3 separate regions of the Pan troglodytes genome follow, and all the other regions are linked to region 1. A link is a contact called in public HiChIP or PLAC-seq data. All regions are on one chromosome and are shown on one strand. Each heading gives the region's core, a stretch centred on a gene start, on an enhancer-like site or on the middle of the called end of the contact. The rest is flanking DNA. Distances are from core to core; before and after follow the strand shown. Region 1 holds the start of CBX7 (chromobox 7). Region 2 holds the start of ATF4 (activating transcription factor 4). Region 3 holds the start of LOC129138516 (mitochondrial ribosome and complex I assembly factor AltMIEF1).

What was found. HiChIP or PLAC-seq counts read pairs in DNA pulled down with a chosen protein or histone mark.
Region 2: a contact with region 1 is called in an H3K4me3 HiChIP or PLAC-seq map of stem cell-derived excitatory neurons, with 8 times the contacts expected there. The contact joins the promoter of ATF4 here to the promoter of CBX7 in region 1. A contact is called at or near these places in 1 of 7 Hi-C or Micro-C datasets (induced pluripotent stem cells) and 1 of 1 datasets of contacts at active chromatin or transcription factors (stem cell-derived excitatory neurons).
Region 3: an H3K4me3 HiChIP or PLAC-seq map of stem cell-derived excitatory neurons shows a contact between it and region 1, with 4 times the contacts expected there. The contact joins the promoter of LOC129138516 here to the promoter of CBX7 in region 1. A contact is called at or near these places in 1 of 7 Hi-C or Micro-C datasets (induced pluripotent stem cells) and 1 of 1 datasets of contacts at active chromatin or transcription factors (stem cell-derived excitatory neurons).

The regions. Positions count from the first base shown.
Region 1 is chr23:41,150,885-41,154,156 of NHGRI_mPanTro3-v2.0_pri, forward strand. It overlaps CBX7 (chromobox 7), which reads right to left and starts at 1,816. Exons shown (of 6, transcript XM_515139.8): 1 at 1,517-1,816. The coding sequence starts at 1,585. The region is part of intron 1 of LOC129138513 (a long non-coding RNA gene); the gene reads left to right.
Region 2 is chr23:41,516,869-41,520,140 of NHGRI_mPanTro3-v2.0_pri, forward strand. It overlaps ATF4 (activating transcription factor 4), which reads left to right and starts at 1,825. Exons shown (of 3, transcript NM_001252517.2): 1 at 1,825-2,014; 2 at 2,617-2,934; 3 at 3,036-3,272. The coding sequence starts at 2,709.
Region 3 is chr23:41,498,709-41,501,980 of NHGRI_mPanTro3-v2.0_pri, forward strand. It overlaps LOC129138516 (mitochondrial ribosome and complex I assembly factor AltMIEF1), which reads left to right and starts at 1,510. Exons shown (of 4, transcript XM_054675905.2): 1 at 1,510-1,753; 2 at 3,002-3,028; 3 at 3,117-3,183. The coding sequence starts at 3,179. It overlaps LOC107970250 (a long non-coding RNA gene), which reads right to left and starts at 1,522. Exons shown (of 2, transcript XR_001712715.4): 1 at 1,353-1,522; 2 at 1-911.

The DNA of each region.
Region 1 (3,272 bases), core at 566-3,065:
CTCACAAAGGCTTTCCCTGGTGACCCTCTCCCATGCTGTCTCCACTGGCACCTTGCAGTTCTATTTCTGCAGAGCACACAGCTCCATCTGAAGGCATCTGTCTGTATCTCCTCATTCACTGTGTGCCGCCTCTGCAGAATGCCAGCTCCCTGAGGGAAGGGATGGATCCCTGGGGCTTAGACTGGTGCCTGGTACCTGACCAACCCTCAATAAATATTTTGAGTGACTGGCCGAAGGAATGATGATCTCGCCCTCTTGTGCTACCCTGCGGGCTCCATCGTAGAGGGAGTTAGTGCTGTGCCTGCTTCAGGCTACACAGCACAAAAAGCACTGAGCTTTGTGGAATAAATTAATTCTCTTTTAAGTGGAGGAAACCCTAGGAAAAAGAAGGAGGAGGAACAGCTGCCTCAATCAGAAGAGTAAAACCCCAAGCACAGCTGGAGGAAGAAAAGATGCTCCTGACCACCTTGACCTTCACCCTTGGCCCGAGATGCCAGGACTGAGTTTTCTCTATGGAGAAAGAAGATGGGCTGCCAATCAGCCCAGTTGAGCTCCTGCTCTACCTCCCTATCTAACTTGCTCGGTGACCTTGAGCAGGTCACTTCCTCTGCCTGGGCCTCAGTTTTTGTCTCTGTTAAATGGGAGGAGGTGACCCCCTAAGGCCCCTCCCAGTCGGCCTGGAGCCTCCCAAAGGGCTGCAGGGAGGAGGAGACAAAGGAAGGACAGTAGTGCATAACAGGAAAGGAACTTCTCCCCAAGGATTTCCCCAGCCTTAGGCGAGCCCCCTCGCCAAACAAGTGCACGGGAGGTGTAGACGCCAGGCCCGGACAAAGTCTAGCCCCAAAGTGTGGGGTTCTGAAACCAGCAGAACAGACACCTCCTAAATTGCAGGGTGTATGTTTTGAAGAAGGCAGATGGGGTAGGAGACTAGGGGATGCCCCAGCGCAGGGGGCGGGCTTCAGAGCCCTGGCCTGGGCTAGGAGTTGAGGTGGGGGTGGGGGCGGGGAATAGGGATGTGCTCGGGTGGGGGTAGAGGGGGCAGGATCGGAAAAGGCCAAAGTCCAGCAGGAAAACTTCAGAGGCCGGAGGAGACTTTTCCAAAGCTCCACTTACAACTTGAAAGGATTTGGTGCCAACGTCCAGAGTCCCGAGTTCAAGACCCAGCTCTGACCATAACGCGCTAGGCAAGTCCTTTCAACTTGGGCCTCAGTCTCCCCATATTTACAATAAAAGGGGAGCGAGGTGGGATGGCGCTGAGGATCCCTACGTCCGATCCTAATCTCCAGCTCAGGCAGGCTCGGCCGCCACTAGCATCCTGGAGCGACAACTTTTGTTCTACTCGCCCTACACGGTGGCAGGGAAACTGAGGCACGGGCTGGGGAGACGGGCCCAGCAGCGCAGGGCTGCCGGGGCCCCCGCGCCCCGCTTTCCCCTTCAGCCCCAGCGTGGAGGGAGCGGTGCTGGGGACGGGAGGGACCCCACTGGGGTCCTGGGAGCCGCCCCCGGGCAGCCTCACCTTCCGCACGCGCTTCTTCCGGATGCTCTCCACGGCGAACACCTGCTCGCCGATGGCTGACAGCTCCATGCGGGGCGGCGGGCGAGCGGGCCCGGGGCCGGGCCGGGCCGGGGGCGGAGCTGCGGGGCCGCGGCTGCGGCGCGCGATGCTGGGGCTGGCGGGGTCCCCGTCACCCTCGTCCGGGCGCGCACGCGCACGCGCGCACACCCCCTCGCGCTCCCTCACGCCGCCGACGTTCCATTTTTGAACCTGCGCAACGTTTTCCTCGGCGCCAGCGAGCGAGCGCGCGCAAGGAGGGGGCGGGGCGGGAGCGCGCGGACCGGCCGCGGGCTCGGCTCGCGCCCTGAGGGTCAGCCCCGCCCCCGAGCCCCGCCCCCGAGCCCCGCCCCCGTCGGAGCCCCGCCCCCGTCGGAGCCGCGCCCCCGGGATCCGCCCCCGCGGGTTGCGATTGGGCCGCGGGCCGCGAGCCGCGAGCGCGGCCGTGGGACTTATTTGGCTCGGTCACCGGCTGGGGCGGGGCGGAGGCTCGCGCGCCCCGTCTCGCTGTGACGCCGGGGCGGGACGTGATCCTTAATACCCAGGCGGGCGCCTCATAGCCTCCCGGTGACTGCCAGGGGCCGAAGTGGCAGGGCCCAGTGGAGCCGACGACAAAGTCAAGGCTCAGAGCGGGGAGGCCATTTGCTCACCTCCCGCAGCGGAGGAGACTGGGCCCGAGGCGCAGCCCCTCGAGTTGCAGGAAAGCCGGGACCCAAAAGGCTTCCCACCGTGTCCGGACGTCGCAGGGCCGAGGTCTCCCTAATCCGGCCTTCTCCGCGGCGCAGTTTGGCCAGTGTCTCCACGTCCGTCCACCCACCCCTCCATCCGCCCTTCCATTTGTCCATCCGACCCTCGGTGGTCGGTGCCCAGACGCACGGGTCAGACGCGGGCGCTGCCTCGAGGGCTCCCGGGCCGGTCCCTCGTTCGCGGCAGGAGCGGCCGCGGTGGAGCTGAGGTCCCCCGGGGACGGATTTTGCCGCCGCGCTGCCCCAGCCTTCCCCAAACCCGCGTGTACTGGGCGCTAGGTGCGTAGTGGGGGCTCAGCCATTTGTGGCACGAGACGAACTCTTGATTCCCCACCCCCCTTCCTTTTTCGCTAACGCGCCTCCATTCCTCACTGGGAGCCCGGAGTCGTCCCTGCTCCTTCCTGCACTGACCCCAACTTCTGTCGCTCCGGCATCCCCTCGGGGACTCTGGTCTGCCTTCCCTCACCGCAGCCACCTCCCAGGTTCGCCCCGTCTTTTCTCTGGACCACAGCAGAGACCTCGCGGAGCTGCCCTCCCTCCGATCTGAGCCACACAGTGCCAGAGTGTGCTTCTAAAATGCAGATCTGACGGGGTCACCCTGTGCTTAAAAATTTTCCTCCCTATTTCCCTCACAATAAAATCCAACACCTCTTTCTGGCACATAGAAAAAGAGAATAATAGATTCACACCTGACTTTTCATCAAGAGCAACAAAGCCAGAGAGAAAATAACCATCATCTTAGACTTATATATTCAGTGAAAATGTATTTCAAGAATTATGTACCCAGTATGAGGCACATGTATCCAGAACGTAGGTGAAATCATAGCACTTACAAATACAAAAACTTAAGAGTTTGCCACTGGCAGACCCTCCGGAGGGAGATTCCAAAGCGGGAACTTCAGGCAGGAAAAAGATGATCCCAGACGGAGGTCTGATGAAACTGGGAATAAAGAAAAATGAAGAACAGCGATAGT
Region 2 (3,272 bases), core at 575-3,074, 370 kb after region 1:
CATTAAATAATAATGAAGAGTCCTCTGAGGCAGCAGGAGGATGTGATGGAGAGTGGCAGAAGTCAGGGTCAGGAGACCTGAGTTCTATGAACAGTGGCAGCAACAGCAACCATTATTGGGCGCTTACATGTACCAGGCAGGCACTGTGCTAAGTGCTTTACATGTATGATCTCACTTCATGAGGCAAGGATACTCATCAGTAGTCTCATTTTACAAATGAGGAAACTGAGGCTCAGAGAGTATAAGTCATTTAGCCAAAATGTCCCAGCCAGGATTCTTTTGGATGCGCTCCCCAAAATCTGTCTTCTAACTCCTACCCCATACTCCCTCCACTGGGAGCCTTGTGACTTTGAGCAAGAAGCTTCATCCCATTGGGCCACGGTTTACCATTGGAAAGGATTTGTGGGCGAGGTTGAATGAGCGCAGCAGATGGCCTGTGGTTATTTAGAGCAGTGCTTCCCTGGTGGTTTGATATCACAGCGCTCATACTTGTGTGGCCCAGTGAAATGGAGGCGGAAACTCAAAGTTTCCACCTTCACAGGGCCTGACTGGAAGGGGCTGAAAGATGATGGGGAGGTTTCTTGTATTCTTAAAACAGACTACCCCTTCCCAACGCACAACCCCCAGTAAGTGGCCGTGGGTTCCCAAGCGCCTCTCCTCCCTGGGCCATGGGCGTGACTGCTGAAAAGCGGGTTAGGCCGGGGAGTTCAGAATCCGGAGTGAATCCGAACTACCCCAGGGAGACGGCAGCGAAGAAAATCTTGTTCTTAGGAGAACGCAATCTTCGGACACCAGAAGTTCCTCTATGATGCTATTCTGTGGCAGCCTTGCACTTGAGCCGGATGAAAATTGTAAAAACCCAGGTTGGGCGACAGGACGGCGCGTCTTCCCGGCTCCTTTCCAGAGTTTAGGAGGAGCCATGCAGACTCAGCCGGCCTTTGGGGGTAGGTGGACAGGCCCGGCGCGCCCTCTCGAGGCCCCTTCAACCTCCCGGGGGCAGCAGCGCCGTGTCGGCTATGAATGGGGCCTCTGGAAAACTCAGGCTTGGAACAGGTAACCCCCCGGTTTCCGCAGGCCACAAATCACCACCCGCAACCGAAGGACGCGCAGGCTGGGAGCGGCGGCGGGGCCACCAGTGCGGACCTCCACTGAGGGCGGCGGGATCCGACCGCAGGGGCTGGTCCCTGAGGCCACTAAGGGGTGCGCTGGGCTAAGGCCGCCTGGGGGCAGGAGCCAGCGCGATCGTGGCGGGCCAGCAGGCGAGGCTGGCTGAGGACTAGCAGAGACCTAGCAGAGACCCGAGACCCCTACCCTTCCCACGCGGACCCCGGGATCCCTCTCCCAGCAGCCGCCCATCTAGGGCCCTGAGCCAATAAGAGCTCGAGGTATATATGATTCACCGGGCCTGGGCCAATCACCTTGACGCGCGCTCTTCGCCAGCACCTCGCGCGATAACCTGGCGTCCTCGCCCTTCACAATAAAAACTCTTCGCCGGAAAACGACCTTTCCCCGCCCACTGCGCTGACACCGGAAGCGAGGCGTGTCTGGGAGATCACTCCGCGCTCCGGCGGCGAAGGAAAGAACGGACTCTGATCATAGAAGCCTAGTAAAGTAGTACGCCTCTCTCCTTTCGTGAGGCCATAAGAACAAACTCCTTTTCTCGTCACAGCTACGCCCTGGGCATAAACGGTTGGGGCGTCAAAGGGAGGGAGGGAAGGGAGCGGGCGGGAGGAGACGGTCACGTGGTCGCGGCGGAAGGATGCGTCTGTGCTGCGTCCCCATAGAGACGAAATCTATAAAGGGCCGGCGGGCGGCCACTGCAGCCATTTCTACTTTGCCCGCCCACAGATGTAGTTTTCCCTGCACGTGTGCGTTTTCCCTCCTCCCCGCCCTCAGGGTCCACGGCCACCATGGCGTATTAGGGGCAGCAGTGCCTGCGGCAGCATTGGCCTTTGCAGCGGCGGCAGCAGCACCAGGCTCTGCAGCGGCAACCCCCAGCGGCTTAAGCCATGGCGTGAGTACCGGGGCGGGTCGTCCAGCTGTGCTCCTGGGGCCGACGCGGGTTTTGGATTGGTGGGGTGCGGCCTGGGGCCAGGGCGGTGCCGCCAAGGGGGAAGCGATTTAACGAGCGCCCGGGACGCGTGGTCTTTGCTTGGGTGTCCCCGAGACGCTCGCGTGCCTGGGATCGGGAAAGCGCAGTCGGGTGCCCGGACTGCTTCCCCAGGGGCCCTACAGCCCTCGGACCCCGAGCCCCGCAAGGGTCCCAGGGGTCTTGGCTGTTGCCCCGCGAAACGTGGCAGGAACCAAGATGGCGGCGGCAGGGCGGCGGCGCGGGCGTGAGTCAAGGGCGGGCGGTGGGCGGGGCGCGGCCGCCCTGGCCGCATTTGGACGTGGGGACGGAGCGCCTTCCTCTTGGCGGCCGGTGGAAGAATTGCCTGGTCTCCGTGAGCGTCCATTTTGTGGAACCTGAGTTGCAAGCAGGGAGGGGCAGATACAACTGCCCTGTTCCCGATTCTCTAGATGGCCGATCTAGAGAAGTCCCGCCTCATAAGTGGAAGGATGAAATTCTCAGAACAGCTAACCTCTAATGGGAGTTGGCTTCTGATTCTCATTCAGGCTTCTCACGGCATTCAGCAGCAGCGTTGCTGTAACCGACAAAGACACCTTCGAATTAAGCACATTCCTCGATTCCAGCAAAGCACCACAACATGACCGAAATGAGCTTCCTGAGCAGCGAGGTGTTGGTGGGGGACTTGATGTCCCCCTTCGACCAGTCGGGTTTGGGGGCTGAAGAAAGCCTAGGTCTCTTAGATGATTACCTGGAGGTGGCCAAGCACTTCAAACCTCATGGGTTCTCCAGCGACAAGGCTAAGGCGGGCTCCTCCGAATGGCTGGCTGTGGATGGGTTGGTCAGTCCCTCCAACAACAGCAAGGGTGAGTGGGCCACCACCACATCGTCCGGGTGGGATCTAGGGTTAGGGGCCTCCTACCTTTGTATCTGACTCACTTGGCCCCATCACTCAAATGTTTTGCAGAGGATGCCTTCTCCGGGACAGATTGGATGTTGGAGAAAATGGATTTGAAGGAGTTCGACTTGGATGCCCTGTTGGGTATAGATGACCTGGAAACCATGCCAGATGACCTTCTGACCACGTTGGATGACACTTGTGATCTCTTTGCCCCCCTAGTCCAGGAGACTAATAAGGAGCCCCCCCAGACGGTGAACCCAATTGGCCATCTCCCAGAAAGTTTAACAAAACCCGACCAGGTTG
Region 3 (3,272 bases), core at 260-2,759, 350 kb after region 1:
GGTTTTCTTTTCTTTTCTTTTTCTTTTTTTTGAGACCGAGTCTTGTTCTGTCGCCCAGGCTGGAGTACAGTAGCGCGATCTTGGCTCACTGCAACCTCTGCCTCCCAGGCTCAAGCAATTCTCCTGCCTCAGCCTCCCAAGTAACTGGGATTACAGGTACAATGCCACCACTCCCGGCTAATTTTTGTATTTTTAGTAGAGATGGGGTTTCACCATGTTGGTCAGGCTGGTCTCGAACTCCTGACCTCAAGTAGATCCGCCCACCTCAGCCTCCCAAAGTGCTGGGATTACAGGCGTGAGCCACCGTGCCCAGCCCTGCAACAGACTCTTGATTGGTCTCCCTGCCTCAGCCCTGGTTCCATTCCGTTATTCTCAAGCCAGACAGATCCCGTTGAAAGGGAAGTCAGATCCCAGCACTTCTTGGCTCTGAACCCTGCTGTGGTTCCTTTGCACCCGCCATCTCCCTCCCAGTTCTGATAAGGGCCTCCCCTCTGGCCTCTTTCCCAGCTCCTGCTCACCCAGCTGCGAAAGCACTGGCTTTCTCCCTGTGGCTCCTAGACCACGCTGAGCTTAAAGGCTTACCTGGGGGGAGGCCTGAAATGCTCTTCCCTGCAATGTTCTTCTCCTGGTTCTCGTCCTTTTATCAGATAGCCTGACTATTCTGCAATTGCCCACCCCTCTACTGGTAGATATTACCTTTTAATCCTCACCACAGCCCCAAGGCTGGGTGAGGTTAGGAAACTTGGCAGAGGGCAGCTGTCCCTAAGTGGTGGAACTGGAACTAGGAGCCAGCGGTGGCCCCAGTGGCCCCGGACTCCAAAGCCCCAGGCCCTGGGCTTGGCAGAGCCAGGCATGGAGGGAGGCAGTTGGGGGAGGGAGCTTCCATAGAGACACGGCCTCCGTCCTCAAATCTAGTGAGAGACAGAGAAGCAAATGGGTAAATTACAGTGCCTGGCAAATGGTAGGCGCCAAGAAATACGTTTTGTTGTTGAACAGATTATGAGGCTTAAGATGTGCAGACATTTCCGTGGGGCCCAAAGAAGGCACGTGAGTGTGTTAGAGGGAGGCGAGGAAGGGGCTGGGAGAGATTTCCCAGTGAAGGGGGACATTTGAGGTAGACTTTGAAGGAAGGGTAGGAGTTTGCCAGAAGCCATGGGGCCTGGGGAGTAGGAACAGCATGGAGGGATGAAAAGAAGGCGATCTGAGAAAATGGGTTTGGAGGAGCTCTGAATATTAGTGTTAGAATTCCCTCAGGTACCCCAGGGCCCCAGCCAGAGATCAGCATATACAGTACAGGAGGCTGGCCAGGTACCCCGACAGGCTAAGGGGCTGCCAGCAGGTGAGGGGCCTACCCGGTGCGGCAGCCTTGTTGGACAGCGAGGCTACCTCCTGCCCTCTGAAGTTCTGCAGCATCGGGACCACCCCGGTACCCACAGCCGGACCCGGACACCGGAGTCCTCTGTGGGCGGGGCGCGAGTGGCCTCTGCAGGCCCGTCCCTTGGTGAGGTCACACACGGAGGCGGGGCTCAGGATTGGGGGGCGGAATCATGCGCAGGGGGCGGGGCCCGAGAGAGCTTGGAGAAGACCGGAAGTCCCTCCGCCTCCGCTCGCCCTCGTGCTCCCTTCAGCCCCTTCGCAGCTCCGTGCGCAAGGTCGTGTCCCGGAAGTGAAGGGGCCATGTTGATGGGTGAGCCGGGGAGAGGTACCCGGCCAGAGGCGAGTCCTGCGGAGTGGTAGCGCGCGCGGCCTGCGGGTGAGTGAGAGAAGGAATGAGGGCCGCCGGCGGCTGGGCGGCCGGGAGGTTGCAGCGCCTCCTCTCAGGCTGCTGCCGGCGCCTCGCATGCGGCCCGGAGTCATTATACCAGCATGCAGCCGGGGGTCTCGCCCCATCCCGCCCGGGACTTTCCCCTGGGAGACCCCTCGGCTGCCCCGCCCCAACCTCGGAGACCTCCAGTGCCCCGAAGCAGGCCTGCCCTGGCCTCTGGGCCTCCGCACCCCGGCCCGGCCCCCACGGTTGGTGAAGTGCAGACTGGCTGGGGCTCAGCCGCCCAGTCGCCCAGCGACCTTGTAGTTACAGCCCTCGCCGTGACAGTCGCCTTTTACAGCATCAAACACTTCTGTTGATTTTCTGCATCGGGAGGTCCTTAGGGCCGAGGGATCTCTTAAACAGTTGAGGAAAAATGGGCAGGGATGGTGGCTTGCTCAAGCTTGCGCAGGAAGTTAGCAAGGCCGGAGGCTAAGGGCTAGCGGAGTTTGGGCCCAAAGTCCAATCTTTTTTTCCAGCCAAATACTTCCCCCACTTGGTGTCATTATTTCTGAAACGGAGGTGATCATTTCTTCCACATGGGGACGTTGTGAAATTCTCTCCGTTACGCATAATTTTGAGCCCCTTGTATGTGCCAAGCGCTGTGCTGGGAAAGTTCGTGGAGCACCCAGAAGTGCTGTACACACGGTCCGGCTCCAGCAAAGGGTAACTCATTCCAGAGGCAGGCAGAGTTGGGGTCAGGAGTGCAGCCCTCCCCTTGACAGTTGTGGGCCCGCGGGCAAGTTACTTCCCTCTGGGAGATTGTTTCCTCCACTTAAAATGGGGTAATGTTGACCCCTAGGGTAGCTGACAGAATGAGTTGTTATGTGAGACATGCTTCGAACATTGCACGTTGTATATAGTGCAATATAATGCAGTAAGCATTTACTGTTACTAAGAACCCTGACCACCTTCTAGATTCTTAATTTAAATGTGGTCATGGGCAACAAAGCACTTTACAGATATGCTTGTGTAAGGGTTTATTGTTACTGAAGGAAGGCAGTGGCAGTTTATACTTAAATGTAATTATTTATTGAGCATTTACAAACCTGGCTAGGTGCTATTAATAATAGCTGCTGTTGATAGAGTGCTTCGTGTGTGCCAAGTGCTGTTCTAAACATATTCACATACATTAAACTCATTTAGTGCTTATGCCAACCGTATGGGCAAAATATGATTTTTATCCTCACTTCACAGATGAGGAACTGAGACAGTCACAGAGAGGTTAGGAGACTTGCCCACGGTCATGCAGCTCGTAAGTGTTGGTGCCAGGATTCAAGTATGGCTGAGTGCTTGTCTTCAACCCTCCTAGATCACCCCCTGTGTTGAAGTTCTATTACCGTTCATTACGTGCACAGTTCTCAAAATAATCCTATGTGGTAGGTACTATTGCCATAATATCCTAATCTCCATTTTATAAGTGAGGAAGCTGGTGCTCAGCGGGGGTTCAGTCCTTTGCCCAAAGTCA